Linked DNA regions of Zea mays: region 1 is linked to region 2. Evidence: chromatin contacts called from public Hi-C data. All regions are on one chromosome and are shown on one strand. The core of a region is the stretch at or near the end of the contact, and the rest is flanking DNA. Distances in the headings are between cores, read along the strand shown.

Region 1 (6,848 bases), core at 1,221-3,720, 570 kb before region 2:
TTGAAAAAGTTTAACCTAGTGAATGCATTCTAGGTATATCAAACAAGATAATGCTAATGCTTATGATGTCATGTCAGCATTTTAGTTATCATAACACCAGGGGTGTTACACCATAAGCCGACCAACATGGTTGCACAACACATAATCTCATGCCTCGTTCAGTCCATGACTCGACCCGAGATGCTACCCATTGACAATCACTCGTCATTAAGTCAATCTTGTGTTCGCATGAAGTTCTACATTCATTTCGGACAACATAAATGCTATCTGATGCTATAGTAGCAACTTCGAGACCTATCTCTTTTCAGGGCAAAGGTAGATTCAATGAAGATCTGTGTGAATTTTCTGTTGCATGCTTGTTAATATTGTTGCTGAACTCCTATTCATTGTGAAATCCCTTTGCAAAAACCTAATAATGTTGCTGCTGTGAAGGATCAGAGGGTCTAGGACATGAAGCTAACAATACCAGTCATATTCTTCCCTTGTATATTTGTTTAGTTTATTTTTTGAACGTAATGGCAGGAGTTCTGCCTTTCAATTAAGAAGAATGGAATTGGTCCTGTTTTAAGGAAAACCGGCCCGAAACCTACACAGAGTGCACAAACCACCCAGTCACGGCAGTCCCCTACATAAAAGCCCATCTAGAGTCATCGTTGCCGAGCAGCTCCGACTCCAAAAGACGGGCCACACATGACCAAAGGAACTCGACGACGCCTACACCGAAAATTTGATATAGGAGGAAGACCGCAGTGTGCCGTCGTTGCCAAGCCTTAACACCTCATGCGAGGCAACTCCAAATCTTCACCAATGAGCTTGATCCTTCGCCCCGCCCTTGGTGTTTGCCTAACATCGGAAACAATCTAGCTCACGAAGAAGGGGGTTTCGCCTCAAGTCATAGTTACCGTGCCACATCGCCTAACATAGGGCCTGTTTGGTTCAGCTTTTTTCTGACCAGCTTTTCTGAAAATCTGGCTGCGGGGAGAATCTGGTTGTGGGGAGAATCTGAGTATTATTACGATTACGTGTGAAGAAAGATAAAGTTGTTCATAAGGTTCAGAATCTAGAAAGTGACGGATTCCTACTATTACAACGACTCAACCGATTATGTGTTTATGTTAATTTTGGATGGTTTTTGCCCAACAAATTTTATAGAAGCTGGCTGAAAAGCTGAGCGTTTGGCAGTCCGCAGCAGCTTTTGGTGGCCAGAAGCTGCCAGAAGCCGAAACAAACAGGCCCATAACGCTCTCGTACGTTAGCACTATAAGCTTCTAATAGTAATATTGTTTTCCTTGGATTTTTGTAAAATCAACACTCGGCTCATGGCAACTCAATGGATATGATTTGCTGTAAACGGAAATGAAGAAACGCCTCAGGAATGTGACGGGGTTCAGAAGCCCCACCAAGAGTATCGTGGAATGAAAATGTTTCTATGGCCGGTTTTCCAGCTAAGTATCCTACTCACACTTTCTTAGGTGGTGATTATGTAACTACGGATATATAGAAGCGGCAGCGCTTAGATTACTTTTGTACCTGTGTCCTGCCTCAATACTCTGCATTCAGTAAGACAGAGAGAAATGCAGTTTGGAATAACGAAGGCCAAAACAAAGCCAAACCTTACAGACCTGCAGCAGGCGTCGGTAGGACACAACAGTTGAATTTGTTCACCCTGTTGCCAATACAGACAAACATATATGGATAATGTATGAACTGTAGCCATGCATTCCCCAGGGCTGGTCCATTCATTTGATCACACAAATACACAGTTTTATAGCGGAAACTATATTGTTCATAGAGTGAAGCTTGAATATAAATACAGAGATGTGGATGCGTAACGAGATAGTCTGACAATGTTGATGACAACCATGTGCTTGCAACACTGACATGCCCAAGGGAGAGATAATGGACACGCCCAGCAATGTTAAACTCCTAGAGTCCATGTATTCATATCGGTAGATTGTTGGAGTTCCTCTTATGCTTGGGCAAAGCACCGTATAATTAGACTCCAAATTGTAAGATGTGTAGCCATTGTCTCGAATAGGATCGGAAACACATCTAAAAATAATATAGTTTTAAACATCCTCTTGGAGCTGCTCTAACAGTATATATGGAATAATGGAAGAAGAGGGATTGTTCCAGACTGTCCAGTGGTTGAAGTCAGCCACACACACGTACATCTAGACTCGAGCCAAGACAGAAGAGCCAATGCATCCTTCATATGCGAAAATGGCTACTACTACTAGACTAGACACACTCTCTCCTGGGAGCCAAGACAGTCTCTCCAGCTTGTATGCATGCATACAAGCATTTCGATGTTCTGATGTGTGTGCGAGCGAGGGTGACGTCGACGCCACTTTGTCACTGGTTTTGCATGGTCGTACGGGTCATCATTGGCGCAGCATGATGGCAACGTACGTGTGGATCTTGCTTTGTAGATAGGACACGGGAGGGAGAAGCGGTTGCGTGCGTGGTGCCCGGCTGCTTTCTGCAGTGTTTGTGCGGTCTTGTCAGTTCCTGTCCGTCTCAGTTAACGTACTCTCACTCTGGTGCGGCAACGTGAAGACGACAGAGATTCCGACGACAACGCATTAACTCTAAGCGCGTTCTCTAATGGCGTATTATCGAGAGAAAGGCCTCGATCGCTAATTAATCAAGAGATTGAGCGATAGATACAGCAGGGCAGATTTCTCCGTGGTACTTTCTTCACACGGTAGGGAGCGATACACTAGATAATCAGCCGATAGATACCCGACGACGACGACGTCAGAGTGTATGCATGCTATGGTTTCGGTGGTAGTATTTCAGTCACTCAGCATGCATGTGTGAAGTGTGAACAGAGAGATCCTGATGATAAAATTACACATGGAAAGAATATATATATCCATTCCATCCGTATACCAAGAACACGTAAATAAAGCATAACGCGGCGAATTGGCGATGGCTGCAAGGGACAGGCACTGCCGGCCGGCCTTATTTTTAGTCCGACCGGCCGGTTGGCTCTTTTCCTGTTGAACAGATCAATGGCCACGTGTGCGTTTGTGTGATGCGTGCTTGGTGTCAGCCAGAGAGCTTCTACCCGTTCTGTCATTTCATGCTCGTGGTAAACTGGTTTTGGATTTATTTGCCTCAATCCTTACCCCTTAAGGTACTCGATCTCTCGTCAGCTTCAGCTTTATTTGGTTCCTTTTGCTTGCTTTTTCTTTCTTCTTCTTAGACTGATTCCAACATAGCAGCTAAATAGACCCACAAAGCTAAAATAGCTGTCCACGAGCTACTGTAGCAGTACAAAACACCTTCCAACAGGGCAGCCAAACAAGCTAGACAAAAAGGATGGAAAGAGAGAGGAAAATCATAATAGCTTGTACTGTGGCTGGCAGCCATTTCCTTTTTCTGTGTCTGAGAACATGACCCCACCATCTGCTCCATTTGTTGGACTATACTACCGCTGCTTTTTTGCCTGTGTTGTTGAAAGCGTATACCATATGGCTGGGACAGGCAAACCAGAGACGCTAGCCAAAGGCTTGAATGGCTGCTCGATTTGCATGGCCTCTGTTGGAGTCAGTCTTAGGTCCTAGTTGGTTCACGTATTTGTAACGTCACGAATAATTGATAACATTAAACCATGTTTGTTTAAATCCATTCATAATCAGATACCACGCTTGAAACTGATACTGGCCTAGTCAAACTTATTATTATTGGTATTCAAGTGTGAACCATTACTGTTGCCATTTACGTTAACAACACTTTAGTTCTTAGCACACAAGTTAAATGTATTATATCTATTTAATTTTTGAGAGTTGAGACTATATAGCAGGAAATAAACACAACAACACTGTGCACGATTTTCAGCAGCCAAAATTATTTTCGGCGGCCAGGTAAGTTAATATTTTTAGCGGCATAGCTTGACCGCCGAAAATAAGCTTATTTTCGGTGGCCTCTGACACAACCGCCGAAAATAGCTTCTTATTTTCGGCGGCCCGAGCATTCAGTTTTTAAAACGGCTCTCCCGACTCCTCTCTTCTCTTTATTTCTTTCTCACCCCGCGCCGCTCGCTCTCCTCACTCGGTCGCTCCTGCCGTCGCGTCCTGCCGCGCGCCGACCCCAGCCCCGCCGACCCGCCCGCCGCGCTGCCCGCACCGCCGCCACCGTCGTCCACTGTCATCCTCCGCTACCGTGGACCGCCCGCGTCGAAGCTCTACTCCTCCCACCCACTTCGCCATCGTCGCCGAGCTCTTCGCCATCCAAAGGTAATTTTTTGTGTATTTTATTCATATTTTCAGCGGTCGTTATTTAATTGCCGTCGAAATTAGTATATATTTGTAATTATGTTTGTTTGATTAGTGTGTGTGATTAGTATTATTGTTTAGTTTGATTTCATTAATATATTAGTGGTATATGTGGTTTAGGGATTAGTGGCATATTGCATTTGTGGTATTAATTTCATATTAATATTACATTATTAATTATTAGTTTTACAAGTACATTATATTGGTATGTAGAATAGTTGCATTATTAGTGTATGTGGTAATTAGTTTGATTTGATTAATATTATATCATTCTTTGTTTTATATATAAGTAATATATTGTTTACTGGCAGCGATGTTATGCTGCCGAATTTTCGGCGGGTCCTGCTAGCTTGCTGTGGGTTTAGAACCTATCATTGCCTATACATGTAGGACCGAAACCTTTGACGAAGTTGAATAATGTTTTCATGATATGGTTCGGTTTAATAGTCTCAGGCATGGTTGAAGATCGTGCATGGATGTACAATGGCTAAAATAGAAATGGACGTCATTCTGATGATTGGGTAGCCAAGACCAAAGATTTTGTGGACCACGTTTTCGACAGCAACTATTTTTGGCAGGCCTTGTTTTCGGCGGCTGTTCAGGTGGCCGCCGAAAATACCCTATTTTCGGCGGATATGTGTCAGCCGCCGAAAGACAACAGTTATTTTCGGCGGCTGATCACTGGCCGCCGAAAATAAAGGCTTATTTTCGGCTGATTTTTTCTGGCGGTCAGGAGCCGCTAAAAATAATCATAAGGCCGCCGAAAATAGCTTATTTTCGACGGCAAAGGCCTTATTTTTAGCGACTCCTGACTGCCGAAAATGACTGAAGCTGTTGTTGTAGTGAAAGATAGTGTATCTCTTTTTGAGATATTAATTGTAGTTATTTTGGTTACATCTGTGTTTCAAAGAACACTAGTATAAAATGGCTCTACGCCTACGGTGTGCACAATTTTTCAATGGTGGTTTCAGCTTCAGCGAATGCGCTGCTTTTTTTTTAAAATTCTGCATTTCTTCTTAATTCTTGATTCTAAACGCACGGCAAACATGCATGTGACAAAGAGAAAATACCACCTTTTTTTGGATTGATGGTGTTATAATCCCCTGCTGCTCAAAATTGAATAGTAAATGATTCTAACATCTTTCAATCCCCTCCAATACTCTTGTTCTCAAACAAAACGATACGGGAATCTTAAAAGGCCACCAACATTACCCTTTCAACAACGGATGTATATTTATGACATGCGACCGTTTCATCCATACACACAGCAACGTAAAAGTACAAGTTAATACTGGAGTATATATTTTTTACACACGCACACGTGAAAGCTAGTAGTCTCCCAGCTGAAACGGACGACAACAGCTCAGGAGTACCTTTCATGTGCCTCGAAAAGAAATGGCCCGGATTCCAAGCTAAAATTGATGGGTCACCTAACAGTGGGCAACACAAATAGTAGTCCACCAAACATATTGAGCTCGAGATGCTTTTTCGCTGCTTCTGTTTTTTGTTTTGTCCACTACTCCACCAACCCAAGGCCCAGGGCAGTCCTTGTTGCTTGTTGGATTCTAGAAGGCCTTCCTACCTACCTACCTAGCAACCTATCAAATTAAACCTACCTCAGCTTTTATTTGGCACATAGACTAACAAACTTGATAATGTTGGTTATTAGTATAGTAGCCCTATTAGTATATACTGACCAGTGTTAAGTTGGAGAATAAGACACGGCTTGTGTGGCCCTCACATTTGGCAACCTATGCATGGTGCTAGGTTTGGTATAATACTATGAGCTATGAAAAGTCATGCTCGTACGTGATCACTAATACTGTTGTCAACTAACGTGGGGTTTTCCATTAGGTCCCGCTTGTTTCCTTTCATTTCTAGGAATTGGAATCATACTAATGGAATAGGCTATTTTTTTAGAATGTGACATTCCACCACTTTCTAAAGTTATCATATAAGCATATCTCAAATTCATGGAGTGAGAGATGGAAATTGATTCTATAGATTTACATGTTATTTTTCTGATATACAACTTATAGCACATTCTTCTAATTGCTTCGCTATGACATAAATGTAGTATATAACTATCTCTCTCGTATGATTTTGGATAATATATAAATATATTACATATATAAATATATGAACTTAATTAGTTTTGTCTAAATTATAATTAATAAAATAGAATTCAATTCCAATGAAACAAACAGGCCTATTGTTTTTACGTCAACAAATAAGAGGCATGCATTGGCAATATTTATAAGGATGCGATTGTTTTTATGTCAACAAATAAGAGGCCTTAACAATACATATAAGGGTGTAAATTTGATTAAAATATATTAAGTGACAATTGCGCCAGTGCCCCTGTTTTAGGGTGTAACTGCAGATTTGCCCAAGTTTCTTAGGCTTTGCGTGTTTGCCTTTGTTTTTTTTTTCAAAACGAAAATGTTGTACGCCCCTACTCCCCTACTCCGTTAGTTGTACTTAACGGTGTTAAGTATTGATAAAAGACAAGGGACAATTGCACTAGTGTCTCTGTCTTAGGATGTAACTGTTGTATGCCCTACT
Region 2 (6,692 bases), core at 608-3,107:
TAGAAGTGAGGGAAAAACCCCGTAGGACATAGACCAGCAAGGAGAGAAGATTCACAGAACACATGCACACACAGGCAACCACAAAAGAGCTGGAAGATTTGACAAATTTCAAAGCTACACGAGGTGGAGATCTTGGCGTAGATTACATGTAGGGGAGCCCTTGCACTCTACCGTGTTTGCGCTATTGGAGCGAAGGATGGCCACTATAGGGGCTCTTCAGCTCAAAGGCTACCCGGAGGGCTGTCACATCCGATCCACCGACATCTTACCCTTCAAATTAGTAGATCCCACAAGAGCATGCGAAGACCCTAGACCTTGAGACTGGTTGCAGCTAAGGCGCTAGAACTTCACTCCCCAGGTCAAATTCTTTGAGGGAGTGGATGGGAGCAAGACCCACAAGATAAGACTGGGTCCACCTGCTAGGCCCTCGGACCCTCTATTCAGGCCCCCTAGTGGGGTAGACGATTTGGTGTAATTAGGTGCGCACTAATACTATACTGTAATTACCCTATTGCACATCGTATCCTATGAATGCAGTAGGTAACCATGGGTGTTGGTTACCTGCTTTGATTCCTAAAGGGGACCAAACATGACAACACAACTAAAAATAAAAGACCTTCGTGGCTTCGTTCATTCGATCTATTTAATGGGTAGATTAGAGGAGGAAGATTATTATAATTGTAGACCTTCGAACAATAGAATAAAAGTGCTTAAGGGAGATCATTACTGGTGTACTTCCTCTATTATTCTTTCTTGATTATAAATGGTTACATGCGTACCTTCAAAGAGTTGAGACAGTGATACAAAAGGTAAGGAAATAATATAGCTTCGGAGGCGGATCACTCTCATTTTCCCCTCTGACCGCCTCTCTCTCTGCATGACACTGTACCTCTATTTTTAGTGATGAGTCGGAGTACATTTTGTATAAAATTACAAATATGTCCTCAGTTACTATACATATAAACTACAAGATTTTCTAAGGGCACCATCGTCTTCCTTCCTTCATAGCAACGCTTATCAAGCTTCCGGGTTCTTCCTTCGCCTTAGGCCGTTCATCACTTCGCGCCCAGACCATGAAGCCAAACCCTTAGCTTCGCCTTCGCATGTGTTGTCGAGACAAAGGTGGTCTTCACTATTCCATCGGAACACCTGAAATGGATTTAGAGGTGATTCTCAACTTAATATTTCGAGGACCTTCGGCAAGAGAAGGCCTCCAACAAGGAGTACAATAGTATTTAGACCTGTGTCCTCCTGATTACCCTATAAATACTTTGTGTGGACATGCTTGACAAGATGTTCCAGTTCTCATGTCTACCGTTTTGTCATGCATTGTGTTCTCACCTGCTTGAGCCCATGTGTCAGGTCCCAACATGCTCCTTTGGAACGCATGATTCTCAAAACACAGGAATAGGAAAAACACATGATTAGAACGCACATATCACTAGAATTATACATGAATTTATAATACAAAAAGTCACAAAATATGTGTTTGGATCATACACACAAAATAGGAATACAAGACATAAAAGAAATAAAACATGAGGGGATCTCATGCTTATTTTCCACCAAAATTGCTATAAAGGATATCATTTCATAGGAATTTTAAAGGATTCAATCCTTTGTTGCAATGCTCTCATAGGAAAACTTTTCATAAAAATTGAATCCTATAAATTTCCTTTATTTTTTCTCCATTCTAACGACTAACGTACCTTCAGCACACAGGAAGAATGTTTACACGATTTTGTCATGATTTTTCTCACGTTTGCCCCGTTATGGCTCCGTTCTCGTAAATAACAATAACATTCTCGCATATACAGTACAATATTTCACAAGGTTTCTGCCCAAAATTACGGCCCCTCTCTTTCTCTCTCTGACTACCTCCGTATGAGGCAGCTTGTGCTCGTTCGAGACTGAGACACCCCAACACGCCTCCCTCAGCGCAGATCTCGCCGCCGCCGAGATGCTCCGCCGCGGCGTGCTTCTTCTCGCGGCCATCCTCATCGCCGTCGCACACTCGCCCCTCGCGTACGCCTCGGAGGCCGAGCACAAGGTGCCCCTTCATCCCAACCCTAGATCTGAACACTCCCTTGGCTGGATCCGTTGAAGCGTCGCGCCGGATCTGGGTGCCGAGCGCCGCTGGCCCACTGCGTGCTCAGTACGACGGGGTGACTTTGCTCTGTAGCTCTGTGGCGCGAAATTCTGGGCGCAACAGATTTGGAGTCATGAGCGAGATACGGTTTCGGGGTTGTTTTGGGAACTGGTTGCTTTGATCCTGGCTGCTCGGGGGCCGCATTCAGACAAAATTTTGTTCCTTTTTGTTTGCATGCAACTTTTGGATAGTGTTAACATTCTCGTGGACAAACAGCTGGTTCTAGTTGCGTCAAATGTAGGCCTCGTGTAAATTTTAATGTATATATATAGGTGACATCTCTTTGCTTACAATTGCATGCATTTTTTGGTTTTTCATTCACATTATCAGGTGGTGCGTGCAGTGGCGGACCTAGGTTTTTTATATAGGGTGTGCCGTACAAAAAAATATATACAATTATATATGTTTCTCTCTTGGACTTCAAAAGAATCAACACAGCAAGTGGCGCGCGCCATGAAAGCTGTCGGGCATGCTGCAGCAGGGCAGCATTGGGCGGGCGCGCAGCAGCTGGTCAGCGCTGGGGCTAGGCGCGCGGCGTCCTGGCGGCGCTAGGGCTGGGCACAACGTCCTGACGGCCGGCGGCTAGAGATGAGAATGCTGGTCGCGCTCGGGCTCGTTAGTGTGAAGGCTGAAGCGGGTCTTGGTGGGCCGGCTCCGGCTTAGGATGTGCCGCGGCCCACCTGGACCCCTCTGTGGGTCCGCCCCTGGGTGCGTGTCATGTTTAGGAAAGGTGAAAATGCATGCGGATCATCGCGGGCTTACAGTTGGTATGCTGCACTTTAATATGGTATTTATCGTGGGGATTTCAGATAAGCGCTCCCATAGGGAGATTACTAGTCGAACATGATGTGGTGGCATTTGACTTGATAGTTCAAAGGCGAATACATCTCCATTCTTCATTTTATTTTGTTACATTTCTGGACTGGAATACTCACAGTTGGCTAAGAAGTGATGAGCTTTAGCGCAGTGGCAGGTCCTTGCGGCAGCATCCTGGGGGGTGGCAGTTCTATTTTGGACATTATTTTAGTTTGATGCTGAGTGTAACTGCATTTAGACCTTTCAGAGTAATTACTTTTGGGTAGTCTTCTGTAATGCGAGTGTTACTTTGTGATGTAAAAAAAAATTCGACCTGTAGCGGTAAGATCGCCCCCATGACATTATGTTAAGAAGAAAACCTTCTCACGTAGGTTGAGAAAACCCCCGAACCCCTGCCCCACCCATACACAGCGGCACCGTAGCCCATATGGGAATGACCGGGGCTGGGCCTTAAACCTGTGCTTTGGTGTGGGACAAACGAGGTTTTTTTTTACCACAGCCTGAAAATTTGCTCCCATGGGGAATCGAACCTAGGACCTGAGGAGTGCTACTCAGACCCTTTCGCTTACTCTATGATGTAAAGTCAGGCCTTTATGTCTTTAGACAAACTTGTGGTTGGTAAGGTAAAACGATATGTGGATTATGGAAGTCCTAGTTTGACTTCTTAGTGCTTACCCTTTTATTTCTGGCTAGAAGGCTGCTCTGTTTTGAGTCCATGAAATACATACATTTCTGATGATTAGTGGTTAGAAGATTGAATCCTTGGATTTAAGAAATGTCTGAGTTTTTCACCCTGATATGGTTGGGGCTGTTTCAAATTAAACATTTAGTGGTCATGATCACCATGCTTCTATATCTTTCACTGTTACCCTTGATGCTACAATATTCAGAAAACTTGTTTCCTACAACCAGAACCAGTTTAAATTTTGCTGTCTTTTCAGAATTTACCTGCACTGAATTTAACTATGACGATAATGCCTTTACCTACTAAATCATTGCAGCTTATAATATTTTTCTTATGTGCAGTATAAAACAGAAGAACCTGTTAAGCTATGGGTAAACAAGGTTGGGCCTTACAATAACCCTCAAGAAACTTACAACTATTACAGTCTCCCGTTTTGTCAACCATCTGAAAACCCTGCACATAAATGGGGTGGTCTCGGAGAGGTCCTTGGTGGAAATGAGCTGATTGATAGTCAGATCGATATAAAGTTCATAAGTATGCTTGCCTTATCTTGACATCCTCCTGAAGTTTGTTTTTTCTTGGACTGTGTATTGATGCATGTTTGTTTCTGTGACTGAATTGATTTATTTTGTTGGCTTTTCATTTTATTGTTTCTTTTGTTTTAGAAAATGTGGACAAGGGGGCCATTTGCACAATTGAACTTGATGTTCAAAAGGTTCAGCAATTTGCTAATGCCATTGAAAACTCATATTGGTTTGAGCTTTTCATAGGTATGGGAAATCATCGTTTATTTTTATTCTGATGCACATTTTTTGGACGCTTTATCTTGTTTCTGACATTCTTTGTCTCCACATTTTGCTCCAATGGCTACCGTGGTTCCATAACCTAGATGATCTGCCATTGTGGGGTAGGTGGTTTTATACCTATTCATTTCTGTTGCACGAAGTCTTTCTATTTTCTTTTGAAATAATGGAGCCGTTTTCCCTCTGAGCAGGTTTTGTTGGGGAGACTGACAAAAACAATGAGAAAAAGCACTACCTTTACACTCACAAGAACATTGTTGTTAAATACAATGGTAACAGGGTATGTGTTGTATATAACCTTAAAAGGATTACCTGAGACCTATATGTTGGCTAATTAAATTCTTTATAGATAATTCATGTGAATCTAACACAAGAGTCACCTAAGCTTCTTGAAGCTGGCAAAAAGTTGGATATGACTTATTCAGTGAAGTGGGTGCAAACAAATGTGGCATTTGCACGGCGCTTTGAGGTTTACTTAGACTACCCGTTCTTTGAACACCAGGTAATTCTTGCTTGCACCAGGGCAACATACCCAAGGTTATTAAAACGATAAAACGCTGAAACGCTCATGGGTGAAGTTGTGACTTTTAACGTTTAAACTTCGTTTAAACGTAGTTTTAAACAACATAGGAAAAAATACCAATATATCATAATTTTAGACAATAACATGAAGTTAAATACCAAAACAGAGAGGTTAGTGGGTTACCAAAACTTCACCCATGAGCTGGATTGGACCCAAAAGTAACTAACAGACTGGGCCTAAATGTAGCTAGTGGTCTAAAACGCATGAAACACTGCATTTTACAGTTTAGAACGCCAAAACGTGGTTTCAACCTCTGATTATTATTTTGGCGTTTAAACGTAGTTTTAATAACACCGAACATACCATTTCAAAAGTGTACACTTTGCCACTTTGGTCTTTCCTCGGCTCTGACTAATGTGGACCTTGCTATCTGTCTGAAGTAATTACAAGATGGCTGACCCTTTTTTCCATGTTTAGATTCATTGGTTCTCCATCTTCAATTCATTCATGATGGTTATTTTCTTGACTGGTTTAGTGTCAATGATATTGATGAGGACACTAAGAAATGATTATGCAAAATATGCTCGTGAAGATGATGATCTGGAATCACTTGTAAGTTCTGAACCTGCAATCCGTAGCACATCGATATGGTTATATATTTCTCATTTTGTCTGCTAATATAACTCATTGTTTGTCTTTTTGCGTTTTTACAGTCTAGATGAATGTTTAACCATTAATTTTATCTATTTCATATGGTAATTCTAAAAGTAAAAAGTCCATTAGCCAAACATTGTAAATTATTATAGAAAAACACCCATTGTTTTAATGTCAGCAATCTAATATTTATGAAAGAAATAACAAATCAATTTGTCAAAAATAAAATTGAATCATACAAGTTCCAAGTAACAACAAGTAACAAGTTTTTCTTTGACTCGATGGATCGTTTAGGATTAAGATACAGTTTTCCTTTTTCAGGAGCGAGATGTTAATGAAGAATCCGGGTGGAAGCTTGTCCATGGTGATGTGTTCCGGCCTCCTCGTGGCCAGGTGTTTCTTTCTGCCCTAGTTGGTATTGGCACTCAGCTGGCGGCTCTTATCCTGCTTGTGATTGTGTTGGCCATTGTTGTCATGTTATATGTTGGGTAAGCTCATAACCAGCTTTCTTTATCTTCTCTTTTCTTCCTTGGATGTGCAAAATTTAGGTGTTTAATTTCTGAAAGTGTTTTTTTGGCTAAAATTCTTATCTGAATCTGAAAATTATGAATAAGAATGACTTAGCTTTCAAAGGACGTCCTTATTTTGTGCTTATATAAATCATCTCTTTCTTTAGACGATATGAGTTGGTGTAATTGATATCTTTGGTAGGTTATTAGTCTCTTATTTTGATTTATGACTGTTGTAGGATCTTTAGATAAAATGGTTGCTTTTGCATAATCTAGCAATACCTTTGGCAAAATCCTTCTGTATTAACATATGGAACTGTGCACTGCTCTGAGATGTGATGTGCATGAGCGTGCAACCCAGAATTTGCAACCCATCCATTGTTCAGACTTGGAGAAACAGAGAGCATGGAAAGTTTGTAACATAGAAATTACTAGAATCCTGCTTTAAGCATTATGCGAGTACATCAGTAATGTAGATGCAAAACTTCTTTTAGAAATCAGCATATATGATCTGTCATTCTGTCTATATGAAGCCATCATGATCAACGGAATC

What was found. Hi-C and Micro-C count contacts between places; a contact is called where the count stands out from the background.
Region 1: a contact with region 2 is called in a Hi-C map of ear, with 4 times the contacts expected there. The contact joins the enhancer-like site here to the promoter of LOC100192672 in region 2. A contact is called at or near these places in 2 of 25 Hi-C or Micro-C datasets (ear and tassel).

Annotation. Positions count from the first base shown.
Region 1 is chr2:135,621,468-135,628,315 of Zm-B73-REFERENCE-NAM-5.0, reverse strand. No RefSeq gene overlaps it. Among protein-coding and RNA genes, the nearest start is that of LOC111590883, 5.1 kb to the left of the region's middle. Within about 2 kb of position 2,470, at least 14 of the 20 cell types and tissues checked have an H3K27ac peak or open chromatin away from gene starts, as enhancers often do. A contact at or near this core is called in ear and tassel, where this site is marked.
Region 2 is chr2:135,055,114-135,061,805 of Zm-B73-REFERENCE-NAM-5.0, reverse strand. LOC100192672 (transmembrane 9 superfamily protein member 3) reads left to right here and starts at 1,857. Exons shown (of 12, transcript NM_001137880.2): 1 at 1,857-2,050; 2 at 3,992-4,184; 3 at 4,316-4,420; 4 at 4,540-4,557; 5 at 4,645-4,733; 6 at 4,803-4,955; 7 at 5,454-5,588; 8 at 5,952-6,118. The coding sequence starts at 1,961.